Regions from separate parts of the Rattus norvegicus genome. Here region 2 is linked to region 1. The links are chromatin contacts, called in public Hi-C maps. All regions are on one chromosome and are shown on one strand. The core of a region is the stretch at or near the end of the contact, and the rest is flanking DNA. Distances in the headings are between cores, read along the strand shown. Region 1 overlaps Galm (galactose mutarotase). Region 2 holds the start of Hnrnpll (heterogeneous nuclear ribonucleoprotein L-like).

What was found. A called contact is a pair of places that touch in the nucleus more often than the background predicts.
Region 2: a Hi-C map of kidney shows a contact between it and region 1, with 5 times the contacts expected there. The contact joins the promoter of Hnrnpll here to the enhancer-like site in region 1. A contact is called at or near these places in 10 of 12 Hi-C or Micro-C datasets (the A7r5 cell line, the Rat2 cell line, Schwann cells and 6 more) and 1 of 1 datasets of contacts at active chromatin or transcription factors (oligodendrocytes).

Annotation. Positions count from the first base shown.
Region 1 is chr6:20,593,436-20,598,477 of GRCr8, forward strand. It overlaps Galm (galactose mutarotase), which reads right to left. Exons shown (of 7, transcript NM_001007704.1): 5 at 86-227. Among named protein-coding and RNA genes, the nearest start is that of Srsf7, 32 kb to the left of the region's middle. Within about 2 kb of position 3,031, at least 4 of the 93 cell types and tissues checked have an H3K27ac peak or open chromatin away from gene starts, as enhancers often do.
Region 2 is chr6:20,716,243-20,721,295 of GRCr8, forward strand. It overlaps Hnrnpll (heterogeneous nuclear ribonucleoprotein L-like), which reads left to right and starts at 3,771. Exons shown (of 13, transcript XM_233805.11): 1 at 3,771-5,053.

The sequences.
Region 1 (5,042 bases), core at 1,781-4,280:
AACAAAACTAAAGCAAACCAAAACAACAACAAAACCCCTGCAATTTCTTCTCCCAAGTAGAGGCACTAAGAACAAAGTTCCCAACCTTGCACAAAACTTCTTTTCTTTGGACTCCTTCAGACAGAAATTATGGTCGAAACCATGGATGTGGTAACTCTGCAGGTGTTTCCCGAGCTCCACTGGCTTTCTCAGGTCGAAAGCAGTTCCTTCCACCGGAGCAATGACTCCTGGGAAGAAATCGGAGAAGACACAGGTGTTACTACCAGGACCAGAGCTTTATATGTGCTGTCCTGACGACACATCGGTTCTAGAGTCTCAGCCTTCCTTTCAATTTGTAGAAAGGATGGGAGCTTGGATCCCAGGGAGGAGAATGAGTTGTTGGGTTCCCTGGATCAGAATATGCAACTGATTGCCAAATGCAGTATCTGAAACAATATAACACGGACAAGAGGGGTGGGGAGTAGCTCTGTTGGTAGAGGGCTTCCACAGCACACGAGAAACACTGTGCTTAATCCCCAGAAACACGTAAAACTACATGGGAAGTCTACATCGTGATCCCAGCACACAGGAAGTGGAGGCCAGAGGATCAGAAATTCAAGCTGATTGATCCCAGCATGCAGCAGGCAGGGGCAGGCAGATCTCTGTGAGTTCAAGGCCAGCCTGATCTACCTAATGAGTTCCAGGCCAGCCAGGGCCATGCAGAGAGACTGTTTCAACCAAAACAAACAAACAAACAAACAAACAAACAAACAAACAAAACAAACAAGATAGACAGACAGATAGACAGAGATCTTGTCTCTAAAATAAACAAAACCAATAAAAGTACTGAAACAAAAATTCCAAGTTGGGGAGATGGTTCAGAGATGTCCTGAGTTCAAGTCCTCAGAACCTGTATAAACTTGGATTCAGTAGCACTCCATGTTGGCTAAGTTTTTCTACCTTAGAAACCGCTGAGGCCTTTTTATGGTCTCAATTATGGTCAAATGTTTGGCTTATTTTGTTTTTGAGACGAGGTCTCACTATACCTCTTCTCATGCTGGGATCAAAGGCGTGTACCAACCACCATGTCCTACCCATGTTACTGTTTGGGGGCAGTGTCTCTTACTGGCTTGGAACTTGACTAGTCTAGGCTGGCTGGCCTAGTGATCCCCATGGTTCTACCAACTCTGCCTGCCCAGTCCTGTGCCACCATGACTAGCTTTTTTCTGTATATTGTGGAGACATAACCCTCCCACCCCCCATAACCCAGCAGCCTCCCTATTCCTTTTTGGGAGAGCCACCCCTGCCTCCTTTTTCAAGATTCTTAGGTTTCTAGCCCTTTGAATAGAAGGGAAAGGAACCCGCTTCCCAGCAGGTGGCGCCAGAAACACTCGAGCAAGCACATCAGCTGTAGATGTGCCAGTCAGTCCTCTGCATCCTGATTAGTTCTGGGAGAATTTGCAGTTAATTCTGAATCTCAAAGGCCAAATCCTAGATGGTGGGGATCCACTGGGTACATTTTTTTTTTTTAGCATTTAAAATATAGACTTCCAAAATAAGATTTTCCCTTCCTTCCTTCCACCCTTCCTTTTTCTTTCTCTCTTTGTTTCTTCCTTCTCTCTTTCCTCCCTCCCTCCCCGCTTCTTTCCTTTCTTTGCTAAATGAGAAGAAAGAAGTCATATGGTTCAAGCCCCCCTCCCCCCTCCCTGGCTTTTCAAGACAGGACTTCTCTGGGTACAGCTTTGAAAGCCCTAGAACCCATTCTTTAGGTCAGGCTGGCACCAAACCCAGAGACCCACCCACCTCTGCCTCCCAAGTGCTGGGATGAAAGGCGTGCACTGCCACAGCCCAGCCTAATCTTTTTTTTTTTTCATTAATATGCTGTCATGTGTTTCACAGGCAGCTGTGTGGAGATTATGAAAATTTGTCCCTTAGATTTACCATGTCCTTGCAATTTTTTTTTTTTAGATAGGTGGGATGTCCTTTTCTGTGACTCCTACCACACTCTGGTAAAGTCTAACTCGTTACTTAAGAATTTTCCCATGGGCTAGAGAGATGGCTCATCAGTTAAGAACAAACCAGCTGCTCTTCTAGAGAACCCGGGTTCAATTCCCAGCATGCATACCAGCATCACAAAATGTCTGTCAATGTCAATTCCAGGGGCTCTGGTATCCTCTTCTGGCCTCTGCAGGCACCAGGTATGCATATGATGTACAAACATGCAGGAAAAAAAATACCCGTACACATACCATAGGGAGCCTCTAAGTCACACATGGTGATACACACTTGGGATCTTAGGATGAGGCAGGAGCATTGCCCTGAGGTTAAGGCCACCCTGGGGTACAGTGCAACAACAGGAAACACCAACAAACAACAGGGAGAAAAACGGAGTCATCTGTAATGTGGTGGTGCATGCTTGTAAGAGCAGCCCGTGGGGACTGGGCAGGAGCATTTCCGGTTTGAGATCAGCCTGAGTGACATAGTTTAAAAACACAAAGCTGGGCATAGTGGATCTCTGTGAGTTCGAGGCTGGCCTACTGGTCTACGTACTGAGTTCCGGAACAGCTAGAGCCACACACTAGAGAGAACCTGTCTCAAATATCTACATTTACAAAACAACAGAAGTCAGAGTACTGTGTGAACCATCGAACAGCATCTCTCCTGGGAGCACTCCCGCACATTAGATATTTATGTTACGATTTGTAACAGTAGCAAAATTACAGGCAGACTGAACCTTCCTTCCTCTTTGTTATCATCAGACAGACTTACTCAAACATTTACTACACTACTGGACTACAGCTAGCTTCCCGCCTCTTCCGAGGGCAAGTTCTAAAAGGGCAGGAGCAGTTTCCTGTCCTCCACGGCCGCCGGCCTGAGCTGGAACCTTTGCTTGATGAAAAAGCTAAGCTGCTGGAAACCGATGCTGGAGAACAAGAGCCACCGTGAAGGCGGCAGCAGTCTGTGACAAAGAACAAAAAGTCCAGATGGCTGTGTGAGTTGCCTCAAGCAGACCCCTCACTTTGCAGAGACGCTGACCCAGATGCTAACGGGACTTGCCCAAAGTGATATATCTCAAAGCCTCCCAGTGTCGACGACAGCCCTTCCTGATGCACTGCGATGTGTCTGCCATGGTGACAGCACCCTCCACCCTCAGCTCCCCAAGTCGTCTTGGTTTTTCTAAGACTCTGGAAAATGAACAAGTTCTTTTGACTTCAGTTCATCTGCATATATGTGTTTCTGCTTTGTGCTAAGAATAGAAAGGAGACGCCAATCACACTTTGAGCAAAGCCAAATGTGCAGAAAATGAAAATGAAATGGAACACATGTCCACAGACAGGATGCCATGTCATGGTTCTAATCTGAAAGCCACCAGACCCACCCATCTTTGTCCGTCTGTCCATATGTCTGTCCACCTATCTAGTGTGCTTTCTGAAGAGGATCCGTATCCTCCCGATATGGCTAGGCGTGTGTTAAGGTATGAGCCCCAAAACTTAAGCCTGGTGGTTGGTGACCTCTGACCTGAAAACGTTGAGATTCAGCTCGAGGGCACAGGAGTGATTTGACTAATCCTGCTTCCTCCTTCCACCAAAGCCTGAGGACAGACACACAGCAGTAAGGATCCCTCACAGGCTGTTCATATGGCTACAGGATAGCAGCTGTGGTGAGTGCGGGCTGCCTCAAACAGCTTGGGGCTTGCTGGAAAATTGCAAGAGGAGGGAGAAGAGACAAAGTTGAGAACGTGTGCAAAGGGGTGCTTTTCAGTGATGAGTTCCTGACCTAAGCTAATGCAGGGTACAGGTGGAAATGAGGTCATAAGTGGGTGGGTGAGTAGCAGAACAAAAGAGCAGAAGGATCAAAGGGCCACAGGTTCTTCAGGTGCTGAAGAATGATGGTCTCTGAGAGACCAACATCCTGAAGTGTGGCCACAGAGGGCTGCCATGGGAGGAAACCAGTCAGACCCAAGATAGTCACAGTGAGCAGGTGAAGAAGACAAGAGGGCGGTGGGGTGGGGCGTGGAGTGGGGACAGGATACGGCCAGTGTACACTGAAACAGCCAAGGTTGGCGACAGGAATGGTGCTGGAGTGACTGTGATCTAGACATGAGGGCGTGTGGACAAAGTCAACAGAGGACTCATGGACATGCCACTCTAGCCGCAGCATCTGCATTGCACTTCCTGAAATTTGTAAGAAGTGGATCTGGTCACTGAAGACAGAGCTTTCTGACAAGGCCAGACTCCGTCACCAGGAGTCAGTCTCCCTCTTCCTAATTGCTGACAAAGCGACAATTATTCACTCTCTGATAGTGAAGAGAAAGCTCACGGCTCTTCTGCAACCCATCCGCCTTGACCTTTCTCATCTCACTGAGTGTCTCACACTCAAGTCTTATGATAAGGAACATTGTCTTTCTTCCTGACTGTGGTCAACTGCACCCTGGTCTACTCCCATCCCTTGTGTGCCCTTGCTGACATGACACTGACACCCTTCAGGGACAGCTGACTGCTCTTTACTCTTTGAACTTGCATGAGCCTTAATAACCGCCTCAAACAACAGAGCTGCTGGTGTGTGATTCCTGAGACACAGTCATGAAATATAAAATGGCTTCAGCCTAGGCTGCTCTCAAGACATGTGCTCTAGAAGCCCAGCCACCATATCATTAGGAAGATTGAGTCATACCGGGGGCTCCCAACCAAAGGCCAACGCCAACAGTCAAACAAGGAAGGAACGTCTTCAGATGCTTGTGTGCCAGCTCTGACCTTTGCTGGAAGCCCAAGAGAATGACTTGCCTTAGAGAAAATTTCATATAAGCATTGCCTATCAATAAAAAAGCCAATGGCCAATGAGCCGAGGCAGGAAATAGGAGGTGGGACCCTGGCAGGAAGAGAGAGAGTTCTGGGAAATAACATGAGAATAAAAGGAGATGTAGAGAGAAGAGAGAGAGGAACTGAGGAAACTGCACATAAACCAGCAGGTAGATGAACTCAGGGAAATGCTGAGAGAGAAAGAAGCGGGCTGGGGTTGAAGAGACGTGACTAACCGCGTGGTAGATATAGGAAAGTTTGAAT
Region 2 (5,053 bases), core at 2,521-5,020, 120 kb after region 1:
CTGGCGTCCGAGATGTGTGTGCAGAGAGCAGTCTCTTCTGGTTTCCCAGGCTTGTCTGTCTCTCTGAAGGTTTAGCTCTCCCTCCCACAGGATTTGGATGCAGAGAACTGTTTATCAGGTCTGTTTCCTTCAGGTTCCAGCGGTGTCTCAGGCAGGGGTCCTGCAGCTCCTGGGCCCTCCCCCACGGGAGCCCAGAGGCCTTATACAGTTTCCTCTTGGGCCAGGGATGTGGGCAGGGGTGAGCAGTGTTGGTGGTCTCCTCCGCTCTGCAGCCTCAGGAGTGCCCACCTGACCAGGCGGTGAGGTCTCTCTCTCTCCAGTTAGTTAGTTTTTTGAGACAGTTTCTCCTTCTAGCCCAGTTTGTCCTGAAATTCACTCTGTATTTCATTCAGACTGACCTCAAACTCAGAGACCCACCTGCCCCTCCCTCCTGAGTGCTGAGATTAGAGGCTTATTGTTCCTCTCTGGATGTCTTATCTAGAACAAGCTGGAACAGTGCTCATAGGTTAAACAACTGTCTGATACCACATAACATTTTCTTGAAAAATATCACCATTTTCTGATCCCTATATCATTTGAAGTAGGGCTACAAATTGTGGGATTTTCATACTTAATTTTCAACATTGTTATTTCACTACTACACAAAACTCTTGTTTTATGCCTGAACTCCTGTAAAACTTAAATAAGCCTTCATGCATACTTTACTATGATTTCCAGAAGATTGGAGCTGTAGAGATATTTTAGGTCAAGGCTCCATATTTTACATAAAATCCAGCTCTTCAGAAACAACCCTCCTATTTCTGCAAAATACTGTTAAATCCTTTACAGAGTTCTATTTCTGGGACCCTTCTGCTAGTTTGACAAAAATCACCTAGAACAAGAATTGTAAGCTTGTTTCTTCTACTCTACCAGACATTGGTTAGTTAGGGTGGAAAGTCACTGTTCAGGAAGAATGCACCATACAGGAAGTGCCTGAGGCAATATTAACTCCAAGTGTAGTCAAGTGTAACCACAATGGTATATGCTTTCGAGAGTTCTGCACATCTGTTTGGGGGCTCCAGCTGTCTCTAAAGTATTTGGACGCTCTACTTTTTTGTTTGTTTGTTTGATTTAAAGGAGTCAAATGGGGATAGTGGTGCACACCTTTAATGCCAGGACTCAGGAAGCAGAGATAAATGGACCTCTGAGATCAAGGATAGCCTTGTTGGTCTACAGCACTGGCTCTCAACCTTCCTAATGCTGAGACCCTTTAATACAGTTCCTCATGTTGTGATGACCCTCCCCCACCATAACATTATTTTCATCCATAGCTGTAATTTTGCTACTGTTATGAATCATAAGTATCTGATATTCAGGATGTCTGATATCCCACCCCTGTGAAAGAGGGTCATTTGACATTCAAAGTGGTTGAGACACACAAGTTGAGAACTGTTGGTCTATATTGTGAGTTCAAGCCATGCAGGCCTATAATATGAAACCCTCTCTCAAAGAAAATACATATGATCAGGCAGGAGCTATAACTCCTAGATTCAAGAGAGGATATTTAATAATAACAAACCATGAGTTATATGATCCATGATTTGAACTATATGAGATTAAAAAATTATACAGTGCTTGGTAGCCAGAAATGACAAGAAAGTCAGGACTAACTCCTTCCTCAAGGCCATGAATGTCTGGAATTACTTATGTGTTAGGCTCTTGGCCACTTTTCCAGGCCTCTAATTAGACTAGCTATTGTTGAGGAGGGTAGGCAGTAACCAAGAATTTCAACTGCTACAACTCCATGGGGATACAGCAGCAATGCTAGACTTCTCTGGGTAGGGCAGGTCTGGGGAAACAAATAGTCCTTCCTAGCACATCCCCAAATGTTGCTTACACTTTTAAATCTCATTGCTACCTATGTAAACAACAAGACATTCTAGGTGGTAAGGATACCAGAAAGCTAGGAGCTTGTTCTTGCGTTCTCATTTGATTGTATACATTTTGTGACAGGGACTTGCTGCATGTGTAGTAGCAAAGCTTTGGCCTCAAATATGAGATCATACCTTAGTCTCCCAAATGAGGGGATTACAGGAGGGCACTGCAGAGCACAGCCAACTTCGGACAATTTGACCTTGCTCTTTAAACCTTACAATCAGTTGATGCAGTACACCCCTGAGCAATATAAGCATGCATGTGTGTATTTATATAATAATTCTCACGAAATAATAATGACCACCACCTATGTGCCATTCCATGTGCTAACCACTGAAAGGGTCATGCTGATAAATTCTGTCACAAACTCTTTATCAGAGGTATTATTTCTCACTCCATTCTGTAATTAAGCATTTTCGGAAAAGCTTAAGACAAAAGTGCTGCTCTAGAGGTTCAGTTAAGAACATGGCTCTTAGCTGGGCAGTAGTGGTGGTACATGCCTTTATTCCCAACACTTAGGAGGCAGAGGCAGGCGGATCTTTCTGAGTTGGAGGCCAGCCTGGTTTACATAGTGAGTTCCAGGATAGCCAAGGCTACACAGAAAAACTTTGTCTCAAAAAAAGAAAAACAAGAACAAAACAACAACAACAAATGAACCTGGTTCTTGCTCTAGGAATGGAACCCAAGGAGTCAGATTCCAGAGCCAGGCTATTCCTGAATGAAAACGATTTAATGACTGTTACTACAATGGACGTGTAGACCTAATTTATAGTTGCTTATCTTTTTTTTTTTTTTTTTTTTTGGTTCTTTTTTTCGGAGCTGGGGACCGAAATAGTTGCTTATCTTGATAGCAATTCATTCTCTAATTTCTACCAACAGTATAATTCTGGGAAGTGTGGGTAGATTATAGATTAACCATTTTAATTTGTATAAGGAAATTTAATTCACCCCAACAGTAAATCAGAATTGGAATACTCTGGTTTACTATAATTTTTAAAGGAAACTTCTATTTAGTATGAGAGTTGCATTTTAATTTGGTCTATGATCCATAATTTGAAATTCAGGGCTTGGGAAATTGAAAATGTTTTGACAAGTATTTGGAAACTTTGCATAAGTCCCAATAAACTTATAGTTGGATGTGAATATAGTTTGTTAAAGTTGCCTTTTGTATGAAAATGGCAGGTTAACAGGCAGAGCAAGGAAGATTGTAAGTTTGAGGTCAGCACAGTGTATTTAAACAACCAAACTCTCTAAAACAAACAAATTCTATCTTGTTTTGTTTGAAACAGGGTCTTTCTTCAAAGCCCTGGCTGTCCTGAAATGTAGAACAGGTTGGCCTTGAACTCAAAATCTACCTGCCACTGACTTCTGAGTGCTAGGATTAAGGCATGCACAACCACCTTAAAGAAAAGCAATATGAAAAATTAATTCCCTAATTCTACATTTCTATCTTTAATTAAAAAAAATATTTTGGTGCTGGGCATTCAATCCGAGGGTCTGACACACTTTCCAATGAACTATATTTCTAGCTCTCCCATAAAAATATGTTGGGAACTATCCACTTCAACAGAAGAAGTTTTCCCTGGCAAACAAGCTATAATTAACCCTTCTTTCTTGGACTTCGATGCTAAAACTACTGTAAAAAGGACAGAGAACCAGGACTAGTAGTGATTGCTTCAATCCCAGGATCAGAGAGAGGCAGGGACTGCCAGAGGACCCCTGAACTACATACAAAGTTACAGGCCTGTTAGGGTTCCACAGTGATACCTGGTCTCCAAAATAAATACGTACATATTTACATACACACATATATACATACAGACAGGAAAAATACAGAGAACTGGGCTCTTACTTTTTTTTTAGATGTATTCATTTATTTTATGTGTGTTATGGATGTGTGGTGTGTTGGCCTTCTTGCTCGGATAGAACGGTAACCTGCGACTTGGAAGACCAAGATCCACACAGCTCTGAGAGGAAGCCTCCTCAGCAGTGACATTGCAGGTCTCAGGAGAGGGTAGCCACAGCTGAGCTGAGTTCGCTCAAGAGTCCCAGCCCCACTTCACTTCTTTGCTTCTTCCCTTCTTCTCTCCACTGTTTCTTGGCCTCTTGTGCTGAAAGTTTCATAGCCAGAAGCACATCTCATAAAAGAGATTTATTGGAGGGATGAATCCAGCGGGGAGGAGGGAGGAGTCCAGATGTGGCTACCCTCTGCTCCTGGGAGAAGACAGTAAGCGATTGGACAAGAGACAGACATAGAGAAGATGTCTGATGAGGTGGAGATTTCCAGAGTCAGGATTGGTAGGATTTCAAGTCTGGAGCTTGAGGAGACCAGGGATTGGTGGGTTTTCCTGCTCAGGGATTGGTGGCTTTTTTCATTCCCTTTGTTTTAACTGCTGCCGCCATTTTGACAGTTCTTGCAGAATACTGCTCAGGAACTACATGGTGCTTATGAAGGTGCCAGAAGAGAGCATCAGATTTTCTAGGAAAAGCACACAGAGCTCCTAACTGCTGAGCCATCTCTCCAGCCCGAAGCCCTAGGCTTTTTAGCTCTTAGCTTTTGAAACTCCAGTACCTGAACTTTCTAGCAGAATAATTTTTGCATTGTAAATTTGTTTGGGACATCTGACTCAAAGAAACACTTTTGGATAAAACTGGGGCAATGTTTCTCTTACTGCCGGTGTGCTTGCTCTCGCTTAAATCGTTTCCTTATCTGTTCCCCAGCTCTGCAATTCCTTCTTTATACTTCTTCGGCACACTTTGGTCTTAATTTTAAAATCAAATTTCTAATTTTCAGTTCTGCCAGCGGCCTCACACACACACAGTTTGTACAGTGTGCAGAAACACTTGGATTCTTTGGGATTCTCAAATGACAAGTGGTGCGAAGTATAAAGGAGAAAACAACATATGTTAAAAGCACGATCAGTGGAGAATACACACATCTTTCTGGGGGAAGAAATGCCTTTGGGGGAAAAAACAGGCTAGAGGAGGAAACCACCCACAGGTGGGAAAGGAAGAGGCACATTTAAAACAGGTGCACAGAACTAATCTTAGTTTTCCAAGGATTAAAGTAACGGCAAGAAACATTATACCGTTATCAAGGGGGGACCACTCAGTAAGTTGGTCACTGAAATCCATTTGG